2 separate regions of the Rattus norvegicus genome follow, and region 1 is linked to region 2. The links are chromatin contacts, called in public Hi-C maps. All regions are on one chromosome and are shown on one strand. Each heading gives the region's core, a stretch centred on a gene start, on an enhancer-like site or on the middle of the called end of the contact. The rest is flanking DNA. Distances are from core to core; before and after follow the strand shown.

Region 1 (5,296 bases), core at 2,490-4,989, 210 kb before region 2:
AAAGATCTAATCTCCCTTGGGTGACTCCGTTGAGTGTCAACACCCCAGGAACACTCCACCCTGGGCAAACACAGAACTACAAAAGGCTTTTCCATCCTGCCTCTCCTTAACTTCCAGCAAAGGCAACAGGGTGCCTTGGGACTTGGAGCCAGACCACTAGCTCAACTCTGGCTGTCCCTTTTCCTAAGCCTGTCTCCTTGGTCAGATAGCAGTGTTTTGTTTTACTCTCCACTGCTATGGTGATGATAACCCTAGCTCTGTAGGGCTGCTGTGAGGAGTAGGTGGTGTATTTGATAACTGTACTTAGGACAGCACCCCGGCACGTGACAAAGGGGCAAGAAACATACACCATCAACAAATGAGGCTTGAGACTCTCCTCTCCGCGGCCTGGTGGCCTGCCTCACCTTACCTGGGCTCACAATCGCATCCTTACCTCATTCTCTGCCCCTCGGCCTTCTTTTTTGTCATCAGCTCCTTCTTGGTCTCTGTCGGCTCTCTTGGTTTTACTTTTCTCACTTTGCTTGGACTTGGTACCCTCGGGGGCCCGAGTGACCTTGGGCTCCAGATCCTCTTCCTTGCCAGAGTCCTCTGGGTGAGGGTGTCTGGGCTCCCGTAGTCGCGCCTCTTCTTTCCTCCTGGATCTTCCTGGCACATCCTGCTGCTGCTGCTTTGGGTGTTTGTCCAACTTAGCTTTAGTCTCTTTTCGATGGTAGCCATCTTCCCGGCCTTTGTAGCCAGACGCAGAATGGAGTGGGCCGGGGGACCCTGACTTCAAGTACTTTTCCCGGTAGCCCCTCCCTCCTTCGAGTCGCTCATCCAACTCGGCTTTGTCCAGCTGCCTGGGATAGTGTTTCCGGTCATGTGCCCAAACATCCAACCTGTCCCTCTTGTCTTCCCCGTTCTCCCTCCTGGGCACCGTCTCCCGATCCTCGTCCCTCCATGCGTAGGAGTCACGGCCATTGCCCCAATCAGCCCGAGAGGGGCCAGGAGGACTGTGGGATCTCGGGGAGAGCGATCGGCTCATTGGACTTCGAGAACGTGGTCGCTCTGGACCATATCTGGGAGGAAGGGAGGAGACGGGTTTAGACCTGCAGAGCTCATACTCCGCATCACCCAGATGGAGACACACAGAGATCTCTCAGGGATATCCTTGGCACAACCTGCCCACCTAGGCATTCTTCAGTCACAACCCAGCGGTACACACACACAGTGTCCAGGAACCAGCCTGTCCTCTCTCTTTGCTTCTGTGGGCACAGACTTTTCCCCGAGACGCTCTCTGCTCCCTACCACAGTCTGCTTCTGGGAATCAGGAAGAATGACTACATTGGTTTAGCTCAGTCCTACCTAACTTCTTCTTGGAAGCTACGTCCAGGTATAGACCCCAGGAAATTCTCTTCCTGGGCATCTACAGGGTGAGGACTCTAGAATGAAGGGCTGAGTCTGAGGTTGCCATGGTCTAACTTTGAGGCACTTCCCTAGATCCAATTTTGCTTGTTTATAAGACTTGAAGCCATGTTTCCACTTAGACCCTGTCTCAGGATATAGGTGACTTCTCTCTCTCTCTCTCTCTCTCTCTCTCTCTCTCTCTCTCTCTCTCTCTCTGGGAATGAAAGGAGGATGCTCACAGTTGGGGAGCAGCAGGAGTGGGGAAACAGGTTCAGAGATCCGAAAAACAAAGTCAGGAAGACATCTAAGGGTTGGGAAAGGTTTCAGAACTCAGAGCTATTCAAAATTGAAATGAAGACATTGGAACCCTCAGAAGTGGATCTGCCTGAGATTCAGGGTAAAACTTCATAGTCTCCCTACTCTACACCAGCATGGTCTGTCTTTACACATACCGTTAAAACCCCAAGTAACCACAATTTAAAAATAAAAGCAGACGAACAAAACCCTCTCAGCCCTCCGAAGGCTGATGATTGATGAGCTCATGCACCCGATATCCTAGAAGGATAGAACATTTCCATTTGGTTCTCACGTGCTAAACAACACTGTATCCCTCACTGACGGGCAGAGAGGGGCGTCCTGTCTAGGACTGGGCTGCTAGTCTCTTAGCCAACCTGGGAAACGGGCTGGGCTGCTCTCCTCTACAACAAGGTTAGAGCACCCTCTGTGGCTGTTCTGGAGACTGCAGGTCTGGTAATGCATGCAGTCAATGTCTGGAAACAATGGTTGAAGGAACTGAGTGGTCTCCCGGCCCCCATCTACATTCTTTTTTTTTTTTTTTGGTTCTTTTTTTCGGAGCTGGGGACCGAACCCAGGGCCTTGCGCTTCCTAGGTAAGCGCTCCACCACTGAGCTAAATCCCCAGCCCCCCCCCCCCCCATCTACATTCTTAGTTCTGTGTCTGCACTCAGTTCATGAGAAACCGAGAGCTGGCCACCTCTAAACAGAGTCTCCGCCGTTACCACGTGCACCAGGGATGCATCAGTAAAATATAAACTTGCCCCAAAGAGCCAGATATCAACTCTCCATTCTGTGTTTTCCTCTCCAGCTCAGGGGGAATGTGTAAGAGGAAGCCCAGCATTTCCTGTGTCCCTGTCTAAGCTGAGCAGCAATTCTGAACTACAGTGGTAATGCCCATCTGAACAGGGATGAGTGGAGGCTAGAAAGCCAGGTGGATGGGTCGGGGCTACAGGTAGGCCATGTTACAATTCAAATCCCCCTTGATGAGTAATGTCACATCACCCTGACGCAGGCTAGAGTCATCTGAGAGAAGGGAGCCCTGATGGAGAAAATACTTCCCTCATAAGATCAGCCTGCAAGCAAGCCCACAGAGCATTTTTTTAAAAGGTTCGATTGATAGGGGAGGGCCCAGGCAATTGTGGGCAGTGCCACCCCTGGGCTGGTGGTCCTCGGTTCTACAAAAGAGCAGGCTGAGTAAGCCATGGGGAGCAAGCACCCCTCCACGGCCTCTGCATCGGTTCCTGCCTCCAAATTCCTGCCCTGTTAAGCCACTTTGGCTGATAAACTGTTACAGACAGTGTGAGTGAAAGAAACCCTTTCCTCCCCAAATGGCTTTTGGTGATGGTGTTTCATCATAGCAATTGAGACTCTAAGACATCCCCTAAGAACCAGAAGCTAGAAGGTGTTTTAACCTCCAGGCCTGTGACCTAAGCCCCAGAGCCTCACCTGTCAGCTTCCCGGAGCATGCACCTCTCCCTTTGGGAGTGGATGTCCTGGATGATAGCAGCCACATTTTTCCCAGGTTTCTAGGGTAAAGTCAGAGAGATCATTAGAGAACACCTCGAGCACCAGCTGTGGCCAGCCTTGCTCCGTGCCCGGGACACAGGGAAAGGACAGAAACTGTTCCAGCCATGGAGGGATCACCTGTCATATTGAGACACAGAGGAAGGGACAGAGAGAAGGCAGTGACTCTCGAAAGTAGACCCAGGGATTCAGCCAGGGTACCTCCCACCTTGGGCAAACAGTATTTATATTCAGCAGAATGTGTAAACCGTCACATTTATGTGCAGTGTCACATGCAAGCAACCGGGTTACCCAGACTACACATCGTCAATTCTCTGCGAGCCTCAGGAAGAGGCTAATGCTGGGCTAGGGCTGAGAAGAAAGCTCCTGTCTGGAACATTTCCCTCACCCTACACAGGGCTGCAGGTAGTCTTTCCGCCTTCCCTCAGAACTTGGCTACCGTTTTCTGCAGCCAACCCATGAGAGACAAGGGAGCCTGGGAACACTGACAGGGCTGCCAGAATCAATCAAAGCTATGTAACAAAACACGAGTCATGCAGGAGGCCGATCCCAGGCCTCAAGTCTGTGGCTTGTGCTGGAACAGAGGAAGCTACAGAATATATCCCCATACAGGGCCACCTTTCAGAACACAGTAAAATCCCCAGAGTGAGTTGGCTAAGAGTTTTACTTAGTAAAAGGAGTCTTAGGGGTTGGTGTATTCTACTTTTCTGGAACTTAATGCCTTTCCTAGTTGCTCCTTTCAGGTCCAGGAAAGAAGAGGGTAACCTTGTGAGATAGCAGGTAAGAGGTGACTGGGCAGCCAGCCAATGTCAGGGACAGACACATCCAGCAGCTTCTCTCCCCTAGAGCACAAATGTCCCAATGCTGTCATCATGCCAGAAAAGTGGAGGTAAAAAAAAGAATAAAATCAATCTATGATGAAATTTGGGGTTCCTTGTTATTGTGGGAAAATTTGGGTATGCAACAATGTAGAATGAATGCATAGAGAATCCCAATCTTGTGACGTCTGCATTCTGACCTTCTTTTCACACCTTCAGAACTTATGTTGAAGCAAATCTCAAACGCCGCCATCTCTTCCTCTGTTTTATGAGGACGGTGAGGCCGACCAACAGCCATCTAGTACACCAGGCTGTTTTCTCTGTCAGTGCACCTTGCTGCTTCTAAAACAGGGTAAAGGGTCTGAACTCAAATCTGCTATGAGTCTGCACTCCATCTGAACCAGGCTCTGTTCATGCCGGCCCAGTTGTTTCTGACATGGCTGGGTTTCCCAGCCTGTGGGCCTTTCTTCACTCAGTTTCTTCCTGGAAACACACTCTCTGTGCGGCTAATTCTCCCACCCCACAAGGCCCTGTCAATCAAACCACAGCCTTCTCCCTGGCCACAGAGACTGGTTAGGGGACGGGCACATGTGCTGAAGTAGCCCAACGAGAACGACTGTCAGATGTTTTTTGGGAGCTATAGGAGAAAGCCTGGCTCTCTCTCATGTGGGAGACGGGCCATGGAATCTGAAGGTAAGAGGGCTACCATGCCATCTAGAGGAGAGAGCCTGAGTCTGCTGAAGGCCGTCCCATGAAGCACCCTGAAAACAGAAAAGCCATGAACAGCAGAAAGCAGAGCAGAGCACATCATCTTGATGATGTCACTTGGGTCCCCGAAGCCAGCTGCTCCTTCACGTTGCATTGGCCGGAGCCAAGGAACCCCTTCTCTCACCTACATCAACAGGCTGAATCACCACGAGCCTCTGTTACATGCGGAGAGCATCTGAGGTGATTCCTGTCAGGGTAGGGGATGTAAAGCCTATTACTGCACACTTGGAATATGCTGACGGTCACGATGACCCAGAGGGACGTTAGGACAACATGAGGAGCAGAAAACCCACACCAAAGGTCAGAAAACAGTGCGCCCTACGTCTCTGCTACTAAAAGTGTGCTCTTAAGACCAGGAGGGACAGCATCTGCTGGAGGCTTGATAGAAATGCAGAACCCTAGCCTTGCCCAGACCTGCAGGGTCCCTGGTGACTTGCATGCACCCTGAACTTTGAGAGGCTCTGTCAGCACATTGTCTCTACAGTGTCCTGCCTGAGGGACTCT
Region 2 (5,191 bases), core at 1,685-4,184:
CTTTGCTCAGGCAGCCTGTGCTGGTGACAGTAGAAACCGGTGTAGATGCTAAAGTAGAGGTTCCAAGGCCCCACCAAAGCTGCCCGCCCCCTGGAAATAAACAAGGGCTAACCCAGCCATTCTTCTCCTGCCCAAGCCCCCTCCTCAGGCTCCTGCCGCAGCTGTCACCACCTCTGATCCAATTACAAACCCAGGGCCCGAATTGCTTCCTCCTCCTCCTCCTAGTCCACAGCAGGCCGGGGACCCATCTTTCCTGGGAACGTGGAAGCCAACCCTCAAATCTGTCAAAGGCTGTGCCAGGTGCTGACATCCTGCCCACCCCATTCTGAGCTCGTTCCCCGAGCTGGTGCTGAAGAGGGTCCTGCCACCGGGATGTGTGGAATCCTGCAGTTGGCTTTGTTTGGATGTTTACCGACCTGGCACCGCACCTGCTGCTCCTCCTTCCCATCCAGTCCCTGTCTCTCTGCTTCCCAACTAGTCTATGCACACATGCAGTCACCTACTCCCCACTTAGGGCTCTCTCTCTCTCTCTCTCTCTCTCTCTCTCTCTCTCCTCTTCTATCTCTGTCTCTGTCTCTTTCCTCTCTATCCTCTCTCTCTCTCTCTCTCTCTCTCTCTCTCTCTCTCTCTCTCTTGCCTTTCCTCTCCTTTCCTCTTCTCACTCTCTCTGTCTCTCCGATCTCCTCTCTCCTCTCTCTCTCTGTCTCTCTCTGTCTCTGTCTCTCTCTGTCTCTCTCTCTGTGTCTCTCTCTCTTCCTCTCTGTCTCTGTCTGTCTGTCTCTCTGTCTCTCTCCCTCCCTCTCTCTCTCTCAGTTTCTGTCTCTCTCTGTCTCTGTCTGTCTGTCTCTGTCTGTCTGTCTCTTTGTCTCTGTCTCTCTCTCTCTGTCTCTGTTTCTCTCTCTGTCTCTGTCTGTCTGTCTGTCTCTTTGTCTCTGTCTGTCTGTCTCTTTGTCTCTGTCTATCTGTCTCTCTCTGTCTCTCTCTCCCCCTCTTCCTCTCTCTCCCTCCCACCTCCCACAGTATCACCTCCACCTGCCTCCCACTCAGGCCTGTGTGCGTGACAGTGTGACAAGACACTGAGCAAGACTAGCCCTGAGCTTCTTCATTTGATTTGGTGGTTTTGGATCTTTTCTTAATCTAAACCCGGGATTCTCTATCTGAAAAATTGATTAATCATAGAACCTGACTCATAGGTTTTTCTGTCCCAGATCCTTGATAAATAAAAAACCAAACCCATCTCCCAAATCAACCCATGCTCCAGCATTCCTCTGTGACAAATGGCAGTCCCCTTCTCTTTACCCTTGGCCTTCTTTCCCCCATCCCCCATCTGCTCAGCTGCATTTGGCCTAAAGACCTGTTTGGCCTCCTTGCCTGCAAACCCAGTGAGCCAAGGAACGGCCATACTTCAGAGAAGCTTCATGTGTTTAGAAAGTGTACCCAGGGGCTGGAGAGATGGCTCAGTGGTTAAGAGCCCTGGCTGCGCTTCCAGAGGTCCTGAGTTCAAATTCCAGCAACCACATGGTGGCTCACAACCATCTGTAATGGGATTTGATACCTTCTTATGGCACACATGTGTACAGGCAGATAGAACTGCTCACATTTGAGTGGACCATGTTCATAAAATAAATTAATCTTAGGAAGGAAGGGAGGGAGGGAGGGAGGGAGGGAGGGAGGGAGGGAGGGAGGGAGGAAGGGTTCAATTCCCTTAAACAAGGCACAAATGAGTACTGCAAACTCTTATGCTGAGAACACCCCATCCGCGGTCAGCTGATCTTCATAAAAATAATTGTTCAATCCACTACCTTCTGACTGGACTCTGTAAAAGCAGTTGTTGATTTAGGGCAGAACACACAGTTGCTGAACTGGAAATGACCCCTGTCAGTGAGGAAAAAGATAGCTCTAAAGATTGTGGATTTATTGCTCTATTGAACTTGGGTCAACCTTCTGGCCCCTGCATGAACAACATCAGTAAATTGCTGACATACATTCCCTGCAATTGAGATTCTTCTCCACTTTTCAAAATCACACATCAACGCAGGTCTTAGGAGGAGGAGGGTGAAGCTGAGATGGGAGGACTTTTGAGGGTGAGAATTGGGAGGAGGAAGAAGCTACCATGAGTGATAAGGACTGTACATGAGGCAGGATGTGCACCCAAGTTCTGGGTAATGACGTGCAAGGTGTTGTGGTGAATGGGTAGGTGTATGAGTGCAGTCGGGTGTGTGTGTGTTCGGCGGGGTAGGGTGGGAAGGGATAACAAAACAACTAACATATGACTGCTGTCAAGTGGCAAGGCAATGTCTTAGCCACCCCTTGCTGGACCTTCCTTGACTCTGAACAGGGGAGAAGAAAACCTGGTCTCAGGGCTGACAGGTGGCTCAGTGCTAAGAACATTTGCTTCAGTATCATGAGCTCCCAGGTCAGATCCCAGAACTCATCTAACAAGCAGAGCGTCCTCACAGATACCTGTAGCCCTAGCTTCAAGACGGAGAGCTAGATATGGAGACAGGAATTGCTGGCTTCCAGCCTAGCAGAAAAACCATGCACCCCAGATTCAGGAAGAGACCTGCCTCAGAGGAACAGGCAGATGTGCACTGTGTACACTCACATATAAATAACATATAAAAAAAAAACCTGGTCTCCATCCAAGATGGTTTCAAAAAAGAGATCTGGGTCTCTAGAGGGTAAAAAGGTTTAATTGGTTGGAGGTCAGGTTCTAAAAAGCTTGCTTACTGGTAAGGGCTTGAGGAAGGTATGTCCACAAACCTAGAAGACAGAGGATAAAGACCACAGGGACATCTGGTCCAAAAATGAAGGCCACCCCCACAATAGTTTGGATTCTGAGCAAGGCCACTGTGGCTTTCCTTGGAAAGGTTCATACCGGTTGGCTTAGAGACAAGCACTGACGGGGGTCATGTTAGTTTCAGGAAAAGTTCTCTAGAATCCACTTTATCCACTTTACAGACCAGCATTTGCTCGGTCAAAGGTTTTAGCAGGCCTGACTGTGCTCTGGGGCAAACAAACTCCCCTGGCTATCAGGGGTTGCCCATGACCTTGAGAGATTTTTTATTTTTAAATCACACTTCATCAACCATTCTACACATTTTTCTAAATAAGATCTTTGTTTGTGACTGTGTGCATATATGTCTTTGGGTGATGTGGGTATCAGATCCCTGGAGCGGGAGTTACAGGTGGCTGTGAGCTGCTGTAGGTGGGTGCTGGGGACAGAACCGTGGTCTTCTGCACGAACAGCCAGAGTTAACCGCTGAGCCATCTCTCCAGCCCTGTATTAGTTACTCTCTCATCGCCGTGACCAAAGTACTTGAAAGAGACAAACTGAGGGAGGGAATGTTTATTTTGGCTCAGTTTCAGGGGGATTTCAATCAATCACAGGGGGGAGGCAGGGTGCAGTGGCTGTCAGGGCAGGAGCACAAGGCAAGGCAGCTGCTCACATTGGAGTGGACCAGGAGGCGGGAATGGATGGAACTGTCGAAGACTTGTCCCCAGTGGCTTCACCTCACTTCAGGGCACAGCTGGAGACCAGTGAGCTAACAGACCAGGACTTAGGTCTCTGGGGCCACTCTGAATTCAAAGCACAACCTTCCAAGTGATCACGAAGGAGGAGAAATGGGCAGCACTGGTTCACGTGAAAACCTTTTTGGTTTGCTAATGAGGCAGGACTGTGTCCTGTCCATACAAGGTTCTGCTGTCCTACTAAGCCACCTGCTGCCTGGCCCCCACGCAGTAAAACGGGCTGCTGAGTCCAGCTTTGCTCTAGCACCCACTCGCCACCCTCCGTGGGTCGAGTGAATTAGGGCAGCACAGGTTTGTGGGAGCCCGGGAAGAAGCAGCAGACTGCTCCACCCATCACACTGACAGAGCACCACCTCTGCTGGAATTTAGAAGTGGCCGGACCTCTTAGGATGGCTTTTCATGGCTTGGTAAGCAATAACCTCTTGGCGTTTCAGCTTCTCTTTGGACAATGGTAGAATAGGTCTTCCTGGGGTGTCCAGAGACTACACAGTGGCTGCTACCAATCATTTGCAAACACTTAGTGAACTACAATGTCGAAGCCAACAGTCAAATGTCGTCCAATATAGAAATGACAATGCCCTTTCGGGAATGTCTAAGACAGCTACAGTGTACTCATATCCATTAAAAATAAATCTTAGAAAAAAGATTTTAATTTATTTTATGAGTGCTCTATCTGCATGCCATAAGAGGGCATCAGATCTCATTACAGATGGTTGTGAGCCACCATGTGGTTGCTGGGAATTGAACTCAGGATCTCTGGAAGAGCAGCCAGTGCTCTTAACTGCTGAGCCATCTCTCTAGCACCAAGAAGTCACTTCTTAATTAGACATCTTTTTTTTCCTCCCCCAAGTGTGGACATGTTAGAAATGGGTCCACGAGAGAGAGGGTAAAACTAATGGAACAGCCCCATTGACACAGGGCATCAGTGATTTCTCCTCCATGTGCTCCCCAGTGCTAACTCCACGGCCAAGGCCATGCTCAGAGCAGTCAGAAGATGAATTGAGGCTATCTCGAGGGCAGCTGGGCACTCGGAACTGTGCTGACACAGCCATGTACTTATGCCTCTTCATCCGCTGACCATGACACATCCATCTGTGCACGGTTCCTGAGGCCAGAGAGTCTCAGATCCCCTACAACTGGAGTTTCAGGTATTTGTGAACAGCCATGTGGGTCCTGGGAATTAAACCCAGGTCCTCTGCCAGAGCGACAAGTAAAAAGGAAAAAAGGGTTGGAGATGGGAACTGACTATGGGGGCACAGGCCTTTATCCCAACACCTGGGACACAGATATGTAGATCTCTGTGAGTTCGGGGCCAGCCAGGGCTACAGTATGAGACCCCATCTCAGAGAGAGAGAGAGAGAGAGAGAGAGAGAGAGAGAGAGTGTCCCAAGCCTTTTATCTACTTAAGTGTTTGGTTAATTTTTGTTGCTATCTGTGTGTTTTTAAAGACTGGGCTTTACCATGCAGCGCTGGCTAGTATGGAAACTATGTAGACCAGGCTGACCTCCAACTCAGGGAGGCAGATCCACCCATCTCAGCCTCCTCAGTACTGGGATTAAAGGTGAGGACCACCATGCCCACCAGAGTCCTTGACTCCAAAGCAGTATCCAGTCTAGGTTTTGGAACAACCCGAAGCTACAAGTGCCTTCCCCAAGGCTTC

What was found. A called contact is a pair of places that touch in the nucleus more often than the background predicts.
Region 1: a Hi-C map of liver shows a contact between it and region 2, with 2.1 times the contacts expected there. The contact joins two enhancer-like sites. A contact is called at or near these places in 3 of 12 Hi-C or Micro-C datasets (the A7r5 cell line, Schwann cells and liver).

Annotation. Positions count from the first base shown.
Region 1 is chr1:262,862,669-262,867,964 of GRCr8, reverse strand. Rbm20 (RNA binding motif protein 20) reads right to left here. Exons shown (of 14, transcript NM_001107611.2): 8 at 3,129-3,208; 9 at 434-1,058. Among named protein-coding and RNA genes, the nearest start is that of Pdcd4, 61 kb to the left of the region's middle. Within about 2 kb of position 3,739, at least 19 of the 93 cell types and tissues checked have an H3K27ac peak or open chromatin away from gene starts, as enhancers often do. A contact at or near this core is called in liver, where this site is marked.
Region 2 is chr1:262,655,729-262,660,919 of GRCr8, reverse strand. No RefSeq gene overlaps it. Among named protein-coding and RNA genes, the nearest start is that of Rbm20, 31 kb to the left of the region's middle. Within about 2 kb of position 2,934, at least 2 of the 93 cell types and tissues checked have an H3K27ac peak or open chromatin away from gene starts, as enhancers often do. A contact at or near this core is called in liver, where this site is marked.